Regions from separate parts of the Mus musculus genome. Here regions 2, 3 and 4 are each linked to region 1. Evidence: chromatin contacts called from public Hi-C and HiChIP or PLAC-seq data. All regions are on one chromosome and are shown on one strand. Each heading gives the region's core, a stretch centred on a gene start, on an enhancer-like site or on the middle of the called end of the contact. The rest is flanking DNA. Distances are from core to core; before and after follow the strand shown.

Evidence for each region. HiChIP or PLAC-seq counts read pairs in DNA pulled down with a chosen protein or histone mark. A called contact is a pair of places that touch in the nucleus more often than the background predicts.
Region 2: an H3K27ac HiChIP or PLAC-seq map of the HPC-7 cell line shows a contact between it and region 1, with 6 times the contacts expected there. The contact joins two enhancer-like sites. A contact is called at or near these places in 3 of 484 Hi-C or Micro-C datasets (the G1E-ER4 cell line, pro-B cells and uterus), 12 of 115 datasets of contacts at active chromatin or transcription factors (CD8 T cells, the HPC-7 cell line, T-cell acute lymphoblastic leukemia and 7 more) and 1 of 9 other capture datasets (embryonic stem cells).
Region 3: a Hi-C map of the 63-12 cell line shows a contact between it and region 1, with 2.9 times the contacts expected there. The contact joins the promoter of Fut8 here to the enhancer-like site in region 1. A contact is called at or near these places in 17 of 39 promoter capture datasets (the 3T3-L1 cell line, 3T3-L1-derived adipocytes, the C10 cell line and 11 more), 3 of 15 datasets of contacts at CTCF or cohesin (embryonic stem cells, large pre-B cells and pro-B cells), 52 of 484 Hi-C or Micro-C datasets (the 63-12 cell line, the AtT-20 cell line, B cells and 31 more), 37 of 115 datasets of contacts at active chromatin or transcription factors (the 230-238 cell line, CD8 T cells, DN3 thymocytes and 23 more) and 2 of 9 other capture datasets (adipose tissue and liver).
Region 4: a contact with region 1 is called in a CTCF HiChIP or PLAC-seq map of pro-B cells, with 7 times the contacts expected there. The contact joins two enhancer-like sites. A contact is called at or near these places in 2 of 15 datasets of contacts at CTCF or cohesin (CD8 T cells and pro-B cells), 1 of 484 Hi-C or Micro-C datasets (pro-B cells), 6 of 115 datasets of contacts at active chromatin or transcription factors (CD8 T cells, acute myeloid leukemia, double positive thymocytes and 3 more) and 1 of 9 other capture datasets (embryonic stem cells).

What each region holds. Positions count from the first base shown.
Region 1 is chr12:77,038,229-77,040,928 of GRCm38.p6, forward strand. Gm35189 (a long non-coding RNA gene) reads right to left here. Exons shown (of 5, transcript XR_872836.1): 5 at 366-1,798. Among named protein-coding and RNA genes, the nearest start is that of Gm35189, 15 kb to the right of the region's middle. Within about 2 kb of position 1,268, at least 124 of the 459 cell types and tissues checked have an H3K27ac peak or open chromatin away from gene starts, as enhancers often do. A contact at or near this core is called in the 230-238 cell line, the 63-12 cell line, the AtT-20 cell line and 22 more, where this site is marked.
Region 2 is chr12:77,195,987-77,198,686 of GRCm38.p6, forward strand. No RefSeq gene overlaps it. Among named protein-coding and RNA genes, the nearest start is that of Gm40446, 5.6 kb to the left of the region's middle. Within about 2 kb of position 1,330, at least 82 of the 459 cell types and tissues checked have an H3K27ac peak or open chromatin away from gene starts, as enhancers often do. A contact at or near this core is called in CD8 T cells, the HPC-7 cell line, memory CD8 T cells and 1 more, where this site is marked.
Region 3 is chr12:77,236,753-77,239,452 of GRCm38.p6, forward strand. Fut8 (fucosyltransferase 8) reads left to right here and starts at 1,352. Exons shown (of 12, transcript NM_016893.5): 1 at 1,352-1,447. It overlaps 9530018F02Rik (a long non-coding RNA gene), which reads right to left and starts at 2,474. Exons shown (of 1, transcript XR_003950200.1): 1 at 1-2,474.
Region 4 is chr12:77,177,163-77,179,862 of GRCm38.p6, forward strand. The region is part of intron 1 of Gm40446 (a long non-coding RNA gene); the gene reads right to left. Among named protein-coding and RNA genes, the nearest start is that of Gm40446, 13 kb to the right of the region's middle. Within about 2 kb of position 1,284, at least 90 of the 459 cell types and tissues checked have an H3K27ac peak or open chromatin away from gene starts, as enhancers often do. A contact at or near this core is called in CD8 T cells, acute myeloid leukemia, double positive thymocytes and 2 more, where this site is marked.

The DNA.
Region 1 (2,700 bases), core at 18-2,517:
GTTCCTAATTTGGTTTGACGAGTGTGTGCAAGTGAGTTTTCCGTCTGTGCCATGGTCTGCGCTGGGCAGGTGGTGATTGTTCACTTGTGTAAATGAGATGTTGAATCCTTCTGTCTCAGCACTCGCATGTGGAATGTAGCACACTGGAATCACTCGGGCAAGGAGCTACAGTTTTATGCGATATGGAGTACGTTAGATCAGAGAAGGACTAATCTCTGCAGTCTCTTTGGATAGGTGTCCCCAACAAGTTCAACTCTGAAATGGGAGTTTAATAAACAACAACAACAACAACAACAACAACAACAAGATCCATTACTGTTACATACCATTTTAATTACTGTAATAAAATACCAGAGGCAGGCTACTTTATAATGAAAAGAGGTTAAATTTGATTTGTGAGTCGGAGAGGGCAAGGCCAAAGTGTTATATCTGGTAATTATATATTTCTTTTCTTTTCTTTTTTTTTTAGAAACAGGTTCTTAAGTAGCCTAGGCTAGCCTTGAAATTGCTTTGAATCCCTGACCCTCCTGCTTCTACCCTCAGGTGGAGAGATGTCTGAAATTACAGGCATTCGTCACTATATCTGGCCATGGTGATGACCTTGCTGACAGTTGTGAGGCGTCACATAACATTGCATGGGAAGAGACAGAAAGTGCACGTGTGTGTGTGTGTGTGTGTGTGTGTGTAGCTGAGGCTGGCCTGGAACTCCTTGTGCAGACCAGGCAAAAGCCTTCAGCAACGTTCCTGCCTCTGCTGGGCTTACAGGCATGTGCCACCACACCTTGCTTCTCCTCCTTTTATTCTTATTTTTAATTAAAAATTTTTTTATTTGATTTATTTCTGTGTGGGCATGCATATGCTGAGGTGTTTGTATGGCGGCCAGAAGACAATTTGCTGGAGTTGTTTTTCTGCTTCTACCATATTGGTCCCTGGATGAAACTCAAGTTGTCAGGCTTGGCCGCAAGCCTTTACCTGCTGAACCATCTCACGGGCCCATCTTCTATCTACAAAGCCGCCAGGATTCACTTATTCACCCTTCCAAAGCCCTTCCTGTAAATTCCACAGTTGGATTAAATGTCTACCCTCCTAATATGTCACAGTGCTTCACTTCAGGATGAGTTCAGGGATAAACCATAGTGAAATCCCAGCACTCCTTAGGCGCATCAACCTCGCATATGTGAGGTGGGGGTGGTTACCAAGCAGCAGCCCTTGCCCTGCAACCAGCATGCTCCCCAGCGGGACAAAGCAGCGCAGCTTCATGGCTGTGGCGCCCCTAGAGCTAGGAAGAGGAAGTGCATCCAGCGTGGGGGTAGAGCGGGCCTATTAGCCTTCCTACTGCAGTGCATTGTGGGTCTTCTTTGAGAGGATTCTTTCCAACCTTCACCCTGAAAAGAAGGAGGTGAAGGCTACCAAACATTCCAGCTGGGTTTGGCCAGCTGCTGTTATGATATGAAAGAATCTACGTCAATGAATCGAGGGAATAAAGTAGCAGAGGGCAGGGCTGCTTGCCAGACTGCCGAATGGGTTTTCACGAAGGGATCTGCACCGCGGTTTCTGTTTGCACTGCTGCTCTCTTGGCATCCTGTGCAGCTTGGCGTCAGCAGGAGGAGTTCTCAAAGGTTTGGCCTGCAAGTGCACCTCTTCTGCGCTGCTGGCTTGGGTGGCGCCTGGAGGAAGTTTGCCTGGGCCCCGATACTCTCCTGGCTCTTCCTTGCAGAGAGAGATATTTCAAGGCCTGTGTAGCTTTTTCTTCCTTCACCTCCACACACTGCTCAGGCAAGAAGCTGGGTGGGAGAAACTGAGACAGAGAAAGAAAGTGTGAAGCGTTGGGCCACTCATGTGGAACCAGGAAGGTGACTGACTCACTAGAGGATGTGGGGTGGCAGTGTGTGCACTGCCTGTGAACTCCCAGCGCCAGCTGGGCCTCACCCCAGTTTGGAGACTGGTTCCAATTTCACTCATTTTCACTTAATTTTAGTGCCGTCTTCTCTGGTGGTTAAACCCATTGCCCAGAGAATGGTTGGTTCAGACTTCTTTTGACTGGAGGATGAAGACGATGGATCTAGGGGTGTGGCTCATTGACACAGTATTGGCCTAGCCTGTGGGAGATCCAGGGTTTGCATCCCAGAACCACACAACACAACGCATCACGCCTGCCCACTCTAAAGGCTGAACTATTGTGCTCTTCCCTTCTAAACGAAAAGAAGAGTGAATTTAGTAGTCAGAATGCCTGCTTTAGAACATTGTGACCTGGGGGACATGACACTGGACATGGAGGCTGGTGCCCTGTGTCCCATATTGTTATTGACATTTATAACCTTAATTCTCATACTCTAAAATGCACCATTAATTCAATGAAACATGGCCACAGCATGTCTTCACTGACACACCCATGTGGGATCATTAAACTGAACACCTACAGTGTATCTTAAACCCCAAATTATAGTTCTTTTAAAAAGAGAACAGAATTGGACCGGAGAAATGGCTCAGTGCTTAGAACTTGCTGCTCTTCTAGAGGTCCTGGGGTTCAGTGCCCAGCACCCGTGTTGGACAACTTACAACTGCATGTAACTCTAGTTCCAGAGGGTCGTGGACCCTCTCTCTGGACTCTAAGGGGCACTTACAGGCACGTGTGCACATTCCCACACACAGATACGCATTCACGATGGAACGAGATCAAACAAAGCTGACAGTTTCTCC
Region 2 (2,700 bases), core at 80-2,579, 160 kb after region 1:
CCACGGAATCTTTAATATTGTATTTTGATGATGATAATGTTCATGTGAGAGTTTACTGAATGAAAACCTTTTAGGAGTTTTACAGGAATTACACCAGAGACAAACGCTCAGACACAGTTTATACACAAATGATAGTATTTATTCCAGCTGGCTGGTATTACACTCAGGTATTCAGGACCCAAATGTAGCTCTGAGTATTTAGGGCAAAAGGTTTCTTAAAGGTAAAAACTACATCCTGTTGTCTCACTCTGTGCCTGTTGGGAGAGGTTTTGGGCAAGCAAGCAGTTTAGCAGTAGTTGAGTTAAGCTGGTAGCTGGGAGGGGATGTCTGCACAAGCACGCAATTCAACAGAAGATAAGTTAGCTGCACCATCTTGACCTCAGATCTCTAGAATAGAATTGGGTAATTTCCCACAGACTTCTTTATTAAGGAGCTCAAACTCTACTTAAACCTGAAATGACCCAGTAAAAATCCAAAATGGAAGAACCTCTGCACTGTCTTGCCCCATCACAGGAGACCTTGCAGCACAATGATTTAAGGTTCCGACTCTACTTCTGAGGAGTCTGTGAGATTCAACCACAATATCTGTTCTCTTGATCTCTGTTAGAGCTGTTCAGACTCCTGATTCTCTCAATCATCTCAGAAAAGAGCCAGCATGTAAAAAAGGGAGGTAACACTGTGTCTGGCTTCATAGGAGCCCAAAAACTTTTTTTTTTTTTTTTTTTTGGTTTTTTTTTTTTGGACAGGGTCTCATGCTGTAGTCCAAGCTATTCTTGAACTTAAGGTGATCTCCTGTCTGAGTACTGGGATTACAGTATGTACCACTATACCCAGTCATCTCACAAGCACTTTAGATATGAGTGATTACAGAGCAGCCATCCTTGACAAAGCTTATCTCTCTCATTTCTGAAATAAAGGGCAGAACCTTCAGGGAGGCCTCTCCTCTTAGTTTCTTTGTCAGTATTTTTCAGAAAGTAAGTTATCTGTCCAAGGCAACCTGAAACTGCAATAGAAATTATTCTCTGGGCTAGAGATGCCAAGATTGCCAGAAATTTAATGCAGCACAGCACAGCACAGCGCAGCACAGCACAGCACAGCACAGCACAGCACAGCACAGCACAGCACAGCACAGCACAGCACAGCACTTACTACCCTGCCTATACCTAGACCTCTTGCTTTGGCTGGTCTGCTGGTGACCTGTGAAGCTCTGGACAGGGCAGGGCAGGGCAGGCTTCAGAACTCAGCATGGCTCCCTGGCAGAGGCCAGCGAGTTGCTTGCCAACAGGAAGCCCTGGCTAGCAGGTCTTGAGGAAAGGGAGAGAAGAACTCTGTAACCACAGGAGCCAGGAAATGCTCATTATAGACTCTGTAAAGGGACCCCCGGTGTTTTCTGGGCTAACACAGAGAAGGACTATTTACTTCTCAGCGATGGCTTTCAGAATTGGAGAGCTCAAGCTGAAGCCAGGAACTGGGAACTGGGAACCACCGATCCAGATCATCACGTGATGGAAACACACCTGCGGAGATAAAGAACAGTGTGGCTCCCTAAGCAAGCATTCTTGTGGACGCTGCATTACCAACCAGGCTGGGACAATTTGTCTTTTGCCAACTAAAGACAAATAAATGCAGGTGGGCAGAGCAGGGCAGCTCCTCCAGCAGCCTTGTGATCTGAGAATCATTTGAACCCTACCCCACATGAGTGTTGCCTAGATAAGAGGTACGAGTTCATACTCCATCACCAAGGAGCAAGAAAAATACATGGCTTTAGTTTTCTAAATCAAGTGAAAATCAGGTTGTGGGCCCCACCTGGATCTGACTTGTGTGAGGGGTCACTGGTAAGACTGTGTTAGAATGCAAGAGCTTTGTCTAGTGGTGGAGAAAAGGGTGAGGACTTGAACTACTCAACAAAATCACCAGGATTAAAGTTGTTTCTTTGTTATGTGGCCTAGCTGGAAAACTCAATGTTTATCTTCCCAGTGCCTACTTTGCCTGCACTTTGCCTGCCAAATCCACTGTGAGGAGCCTTGTCTAGTTTGTTTGTTTGTTTGTTTTACCCAAGGTCATGTGTAGTTAGAGACTGTCCTTGAGGCTTTAGCCATGAGCTGAATGCTAAGTTTGGGGTGGGGGATGGACGGTAGAGGAGTTCTGCAGGAGCTTTAAACCCTTCCTGCAGACTTCACAGCAGCATTTCCCACTGTTACTGCTAGCTAATGCTTTCTCATTTTCAAATACAGGGCCATGTAACCATCTTACAGAGTTCTTTCCTGTTGGCCTTTCAACCAGCCTGCTGCCCTCAGACCCTGCAGAGAAGCACATTAGAGACCTGACTGCCAGGCACCAATGGCTTCCCTAGAGCCATGCACAGAAGAGGCGCAAGCCTCCGAGAGGGCATGGCTTTGAATGACCCTCTAGGCTTGTCGAATCTAGAAAGCCAAGGTCCTCTCCTCTGCTCCCCACCTCCAGTCTAACTCCTTTTTGGAGTTTGGACTTTGTCTTTTGACTCCAATAAAAATGAGGAACTAAGACCCTGAACACAAAGTCTTGGGTGACTAAGGAACTAAGGGGCATTGAAGGGGAACAGATAGACACGTTTCTTAAATCTGAAAGGGAAAGAAGCCTCATGTGATTATTACTCTGTTACTAGAGAATCACCCCTTTAGATGAGACATAGCTGGGATCCTGTATTAGATGCCCCATTGG
Region 3 (2,700 bases), core at 102-2,601, 200 kb after region 1:
GTTGCTTAGCTGATACTTCTAATTCTGGGATGGTAACTATATCCTGAGCATGGCCTGAAGGATCTTTGAGAGCAGCGTACTGTGACACTGAGCAGAGACCTGAACTGCTGAAGAACTACTTTCTCACTGTATTTCAGAGTCATCAGTTTGGCGCTTTCTTATATACTATGCTGTTCTATAAAGATGTACTAAGTTCTTCACAAATATTTCTAGTGGCTTTTTCTTAAATAGAAAGTAGGTGGGATGCTTTGATTCCTATAGTTTTAATATTTCCTAGGAGATAATTAAAGCCAGATTAAAGGAGCAGAGAGTTCGAGGCACACATAAAACTTTGAATGTAGAGATCTTCAAGTACTGCAAATGGTAGCGTGTGTTAATTAACTAGAAATGGTTCCTCTTTTTCCCTTGAATACATTCAAGCCATACATCCTTGTTAAAGTGCTTTTTAAATGCTGTGCTGAAGCCTCAAAGTAAACATTTTACCTCTGACTCCTAAAAATGTTCCAGGCTGTGGGTGTAGCCCAGGAGAAAACACACCCTTAGCATGCACATACTCACACAAAAGGAAAAATAATTCAGGGTTTTGACTGTTGAAATTTTAGCCCTTAATCCATCTAAGTACAGTATAAGCCTAAATTTTGCTTATTTGCAACAGAGAACTGAGAGTCTCACGGAAGTTATCTACGCATTTAATAAATGACTACAGATTTGTTGAATGATGACACCCAAGCTTTTTGGCTAGATCATAATTCTGACTTCACCAGAGTTTTGTGTGACCTTCAATAAGCCACGGTGTTTTCTCAGAGAGCTTTATTTCGAAGAGACATTAACCCAGTCACAGGTCCGGAAAAGCTTCTCAGGGTGCGGAGCTCCTGAAGGCACAGGCATTTTTTTTTTTTTCCTTTTTAAAAAGCACTGTCCTTTGCATTTTAGAAACACAGTTCCTGATATAGAATAAACATTGGGAATTTATGAGAGTTATTAGGTAGGTTGCATTCTTGGCAGGCTACGACCTCTTTAATGTCTTTTCTGTGTTTTTTTGATTACTAGCATATAAAAGGGTGGCCCTGTTTACTCAGAGATACGTTTCCAAAGTATTTACTAGTATTTATCTGTGCTGGGAGGAATAATTGTCTTGAGGGCAGCTTTTCTACTCAGTCACCCGGCTGAGTCCTCAGGCTTGGGATCTGGTCCCCAGGCTACAGGGAAGAGTTCGGCACGGGAAGCTCATCTTCCGGCCCTCTGATTGGCCAGTTCGCACTCCACTCACTGGTTTTCCCGCTCTGATTGGCCCCGGCAGCACCCCTTCGGCCCGCGACTACTTTGTGTGCCCTGGCTGCGCGGCTGGGTCCTCCCGCCCAGCTCGCCCTCCCGGACGGTCTGTCGGAGGTAGCCCTTCGGCACTCGGCTCAGCATCGCGGGCGTCAGGATCCCCGAGTGCGAGCGGGTAGGAAGCATCCTAGGGAAAAGCCTCTCCTCTCCTGTACTCAATAAACTTCCGCCTCCGAAGGGCTGAGGCAGCAGCGGCTGCGAACGGCCGGGCTTCGAACTCGGGCTCTGCGGGGTTCTTTCTCTTCAGATGAAGACAGAGCCCGCAGGGTAGCCGGACCGCCCGGAGCCGAGGTGGCACTGTGTGCTGGTGCCTCAGCGGATGAGCAGCAGAGAGTACCCCGAAACTAGTACAGAGCCCTATTGAGCCCCAGCGGGGTGCGCCTCTGGGTGGTGGGCCAGGCCGGCCAGGGCGTGGGGAGCGCTGCTCCCCTCAGCCTCCGACCCTCAGGCGGCCTTCGCCTGTAGAGACCAAAGCCGGAGCCCGCGCGCGGCCGCTGTCCGGCTGGAACTCGGGTCCCGCCGTGGCCCGGTGGATGCTGCAGCTCCGCTGTCCACCCGCACAGAGAGGAAGGGGACGGGGCGGAGCCTGTGCACATGCCAGGGTCGCTGGAGGAGGCCGCGGCCGGCGCATGCGCGCCCTCCCCCAGCAGGCTGGGACGCCGAGGGGCGCGCGCCCCTCTCCGCGCGCGCACGCTCGCTCGCTCGCTCCCTCGCTCGCGCCGGCCGGCGGCTTCCCCGCCTGCGCTCCCGGTCGGAGCCACTCCGGCGCGTGCGCGCGTGGTCTCGGGCCGACCCGAGTGGCCGGGTTCTCTGGGCTCCAGGCCCCCGCCGCCCCCTCCCCGGCTCCCAGCCAACCCGTCCCTCCCTTTCCTCACGGAATGGGGCCGGCGCTGCTCGGGGTCGCGCGTCCTGGACCCGGCTCGCGCTCGGTCTCGCGCTGTCAGCCGCTGCCTGGCTCGCGCCGCCTTGCGCTTTCCCTCAGTCAGTGGCGCCGAAGGCTCCGTTAAGCGGCGGCCGCGGTTCCTGTTTCCGTTTCTTCCTCTCCCTTCAGTCGGGAGTAGCATCCTCCACCCCAGCACCCCTCCCACTCTCCCGCCGCGGCCAGCTGCAGCTGGAGGCAGCGGCGGCGGCGACGGGGGACGGCGCCGACCGCCTCGCTCCCGCCTCGGGTAAGGGGGCGTTAGGGAGCCGGGCCCCGCGCGCCGCGGACTCCAGGACGGGGCGGGCGCGGGCTCTGTGGAGCCTGGGCTCGGGGCGCTCCTTCGTCCTCCCGCCGATACCGGGCCTGTTGCTGCAACTGCTGCAGCCGTTGCTCAGCCAGCGGCCCCGGGAAAAGTGGGGAGGGAGCCTCCGGGACACCCCGGCGTA
Region 4 (2,700 bases), core at 34-2,533, 140 kb after region 1:
AGACTTGTATAAGACAAGGCAAATGAAAGCCCTTTGGCCTAAATAGCTGTTTCTCAAGATGCTCTGACACAGGGAGGCCTCCGTCTGTCAGTACAGTATTTACTTAAACACCTTACCTGTCCACTTCTAACTCTGCCCCGCAAGTCTCAAGGGGACAGGAAAAAAAAACAAAAACAAAAACAAAAACAAAAACAAAAATAAGTTTCAAACCAATCCATCTGCTTTCCATTTCCTGCAGAATGCTAAAAGAAGTCTTTCTAAGGCTGCTTAAAATATGTCCTGTCCTCTGGCCCGCCCCTTCAGAGAGCTCACTGTGTCCTCAGACCACCTCAGCCACTTCCTCCCACACCTGGGGCTGTCTCTTTGCGCATGCTCTCTTTGAACAATGCTCACAGTTATTTCAGGCACTGGCCTTAGGTTTTCCGAATTCAAAGGCACCTTTTTCCTCTTCTGTTCAGAGCACTTCCTCTGTCTCCTCCTTTGCCCCTTTCTTTCTTTCTTTCTTTCTTTCTTTCTTTCTTTCTTTCTTTCTTTCTTTCTTTCTTTCTTTCTCTTTTTCTTTTTTTTTTTTTTTTTTTTTTTTTGCAAATGACCACTATCAACATTGGAGAGTGCCTGGTTCACTGGAGTCTGGGAAATGACCTTGGCAGGATGTAGAGCAGTGCAAGGGCCAAGACCTTCCTGGGGCTCAGCTGCCACTCTTTGGACCTTCCCCCTGTTTTCAAGGCTGGAGCAGGGTAGAATGGCGCCTGTATTTAGTAAGCCAGTGTTTCCTTTCTAACTTTGAGCAGTGACTCCAGAGCCTAGCTACCCTTGACTTGGCTCCTTTCCGCGTAGCATCTGTTAAGTAGTGACCTTTGCTACCAATTAACCAGAGCAAGGCTTTATTCCGTTGCAGAGAACCACCAGATTGTAAACAAAATTGGGGGGTGGTGTGGTGTTGGGGAGGATCAGTTTTGAGTGACACTCAGGACTATGAAAATCCTCAGCCTCTTTTCTGTGCTGGGAACTGCAGCACTTCCTCTTGCTCAAGGATTTAAATTGATCTTTTGTCTGGGACAGATTACCAGACCCCACACTTGCCCTTAAATGTGCCATCTAGTCCTGTAGTTCAGGGTCCTGCCAAGAACAGGTTAGGCAAGCCGACAGCAGCTGCTACAGCCCTAACGCTAACGCCCTAACGCTTTTCTCTAAATGTCAACAAGGAGAACTCCAGAGAGCTGCCTTTCTGCGCGGCCCCCAGCGTGCAGTAAGCCTCAGCTGTGGCATTTAGAAGGGCTACCTCCAGAGACCGGATGTGTGCACACTCAGAGAGAGCAGCGAGGACCTCGCCACATGAACCAGGAGGATGGATGGCGGTGGTTAGAGGAATATGCAATTATTTAACAGAGACCTGGTAAGCACACATTGAGTGTTACTGAGGCTGGAGAGAGGGAACATCAAGGGGACAACGGCAGGGGAAGAGACCCTTTCCTGTGAGGTCCAGATTGTCTTTCCTGATGGCAGAGCGAAGAAACTTCAACACCAAAATCGCCTGTAGAGATAGCATGTGCTTTCCAGACCATCTTAAACAAGAAGGTTAAGAACAATAAACTTTAATCCCAGCACTCAGGAGGCAGAGGCAGGCGGATTTCTGAGTTTGAGGCCAGCCTGGTCTACAGAGTGAGTTCCAGGACAGCCAGGACTATACAGAGAAACCCTGTCTTAAAAAACAAACAAACAAACAAAAATAACAACAACAAAAAAACCCAAAAACAAAAACAAAAACAAAAAAACCCAATGAACTGTGCTTCCTTGGGCCCTGAACACTTAGCACTCCTTTCTAACCCCCTCACTCTAAGCAATGTCTCTCCTAAAAGCACTTTACATTTTTATTTACAAAAGGAGTTTTTTTTTTTTTTTTTTTTTTTTTTTTTTTTTAAGATAGGAGAAACAAGTAAACAAGTTTTGCTTAGTCTTTAATCCTCAATGTAAACTACACTGTCAGAGCCGGGTGGGGATGTTCGCTGAATGTGATAGAACACCTTTCTGCTCCCTATGATACTATACGGCGTGGGGGCGGTCAAGGGTCACCAAAGCCACCTGGAGCCACTGGTTTCTCAGATTCTTGTCTGGTCCCCAAGAAAACAAGAAGTGAGAAGATCAAATGTAGATTCATTAAGGAAAAGTGAGAGCAATTCCAGGAAAGGGAGTAGGACCAGGAGTACCAACATGCTGCCTGCTGGCCTGTCCCAGGGCTTGTGGTGGCCTGTCCCGGGGCTTATGGCCACTATTTGATAGGGACCGAGATAATCTATTGAGATTGGCCATCTTTGAATGCATGACAGCTGATCCAGCAAGTGGCCTACAGACTTCCCTGCTCAAGTGAAGTGACCATGTGTCACTTGCTCAGTCAGGGGAGTGGTCACGGTCCGTGTTCACTTTCATCCTCTTTCTCCCAACTTGTTTGACTTGTTTTATAAGCTCTTGATCCAGTCACTTCCCTTTCTTGGTCTCAGGCTATATGACTAGTTTATAGTCTCGCTCTCTACCTTACTGCCTACCTGTCTCTAGATGACTAAGAAAAAGCCACCGAATCTCTATATCTCTCTGTTTCTGTCTCTGTCTCTGTCTCTGTCTCTCTCTCTCTCTCTCTCTCTCTCTTTCACATACACTGTAAAGATATCTAAGTTTGAGTCTCTTGAGAAACCCCCAACCCAC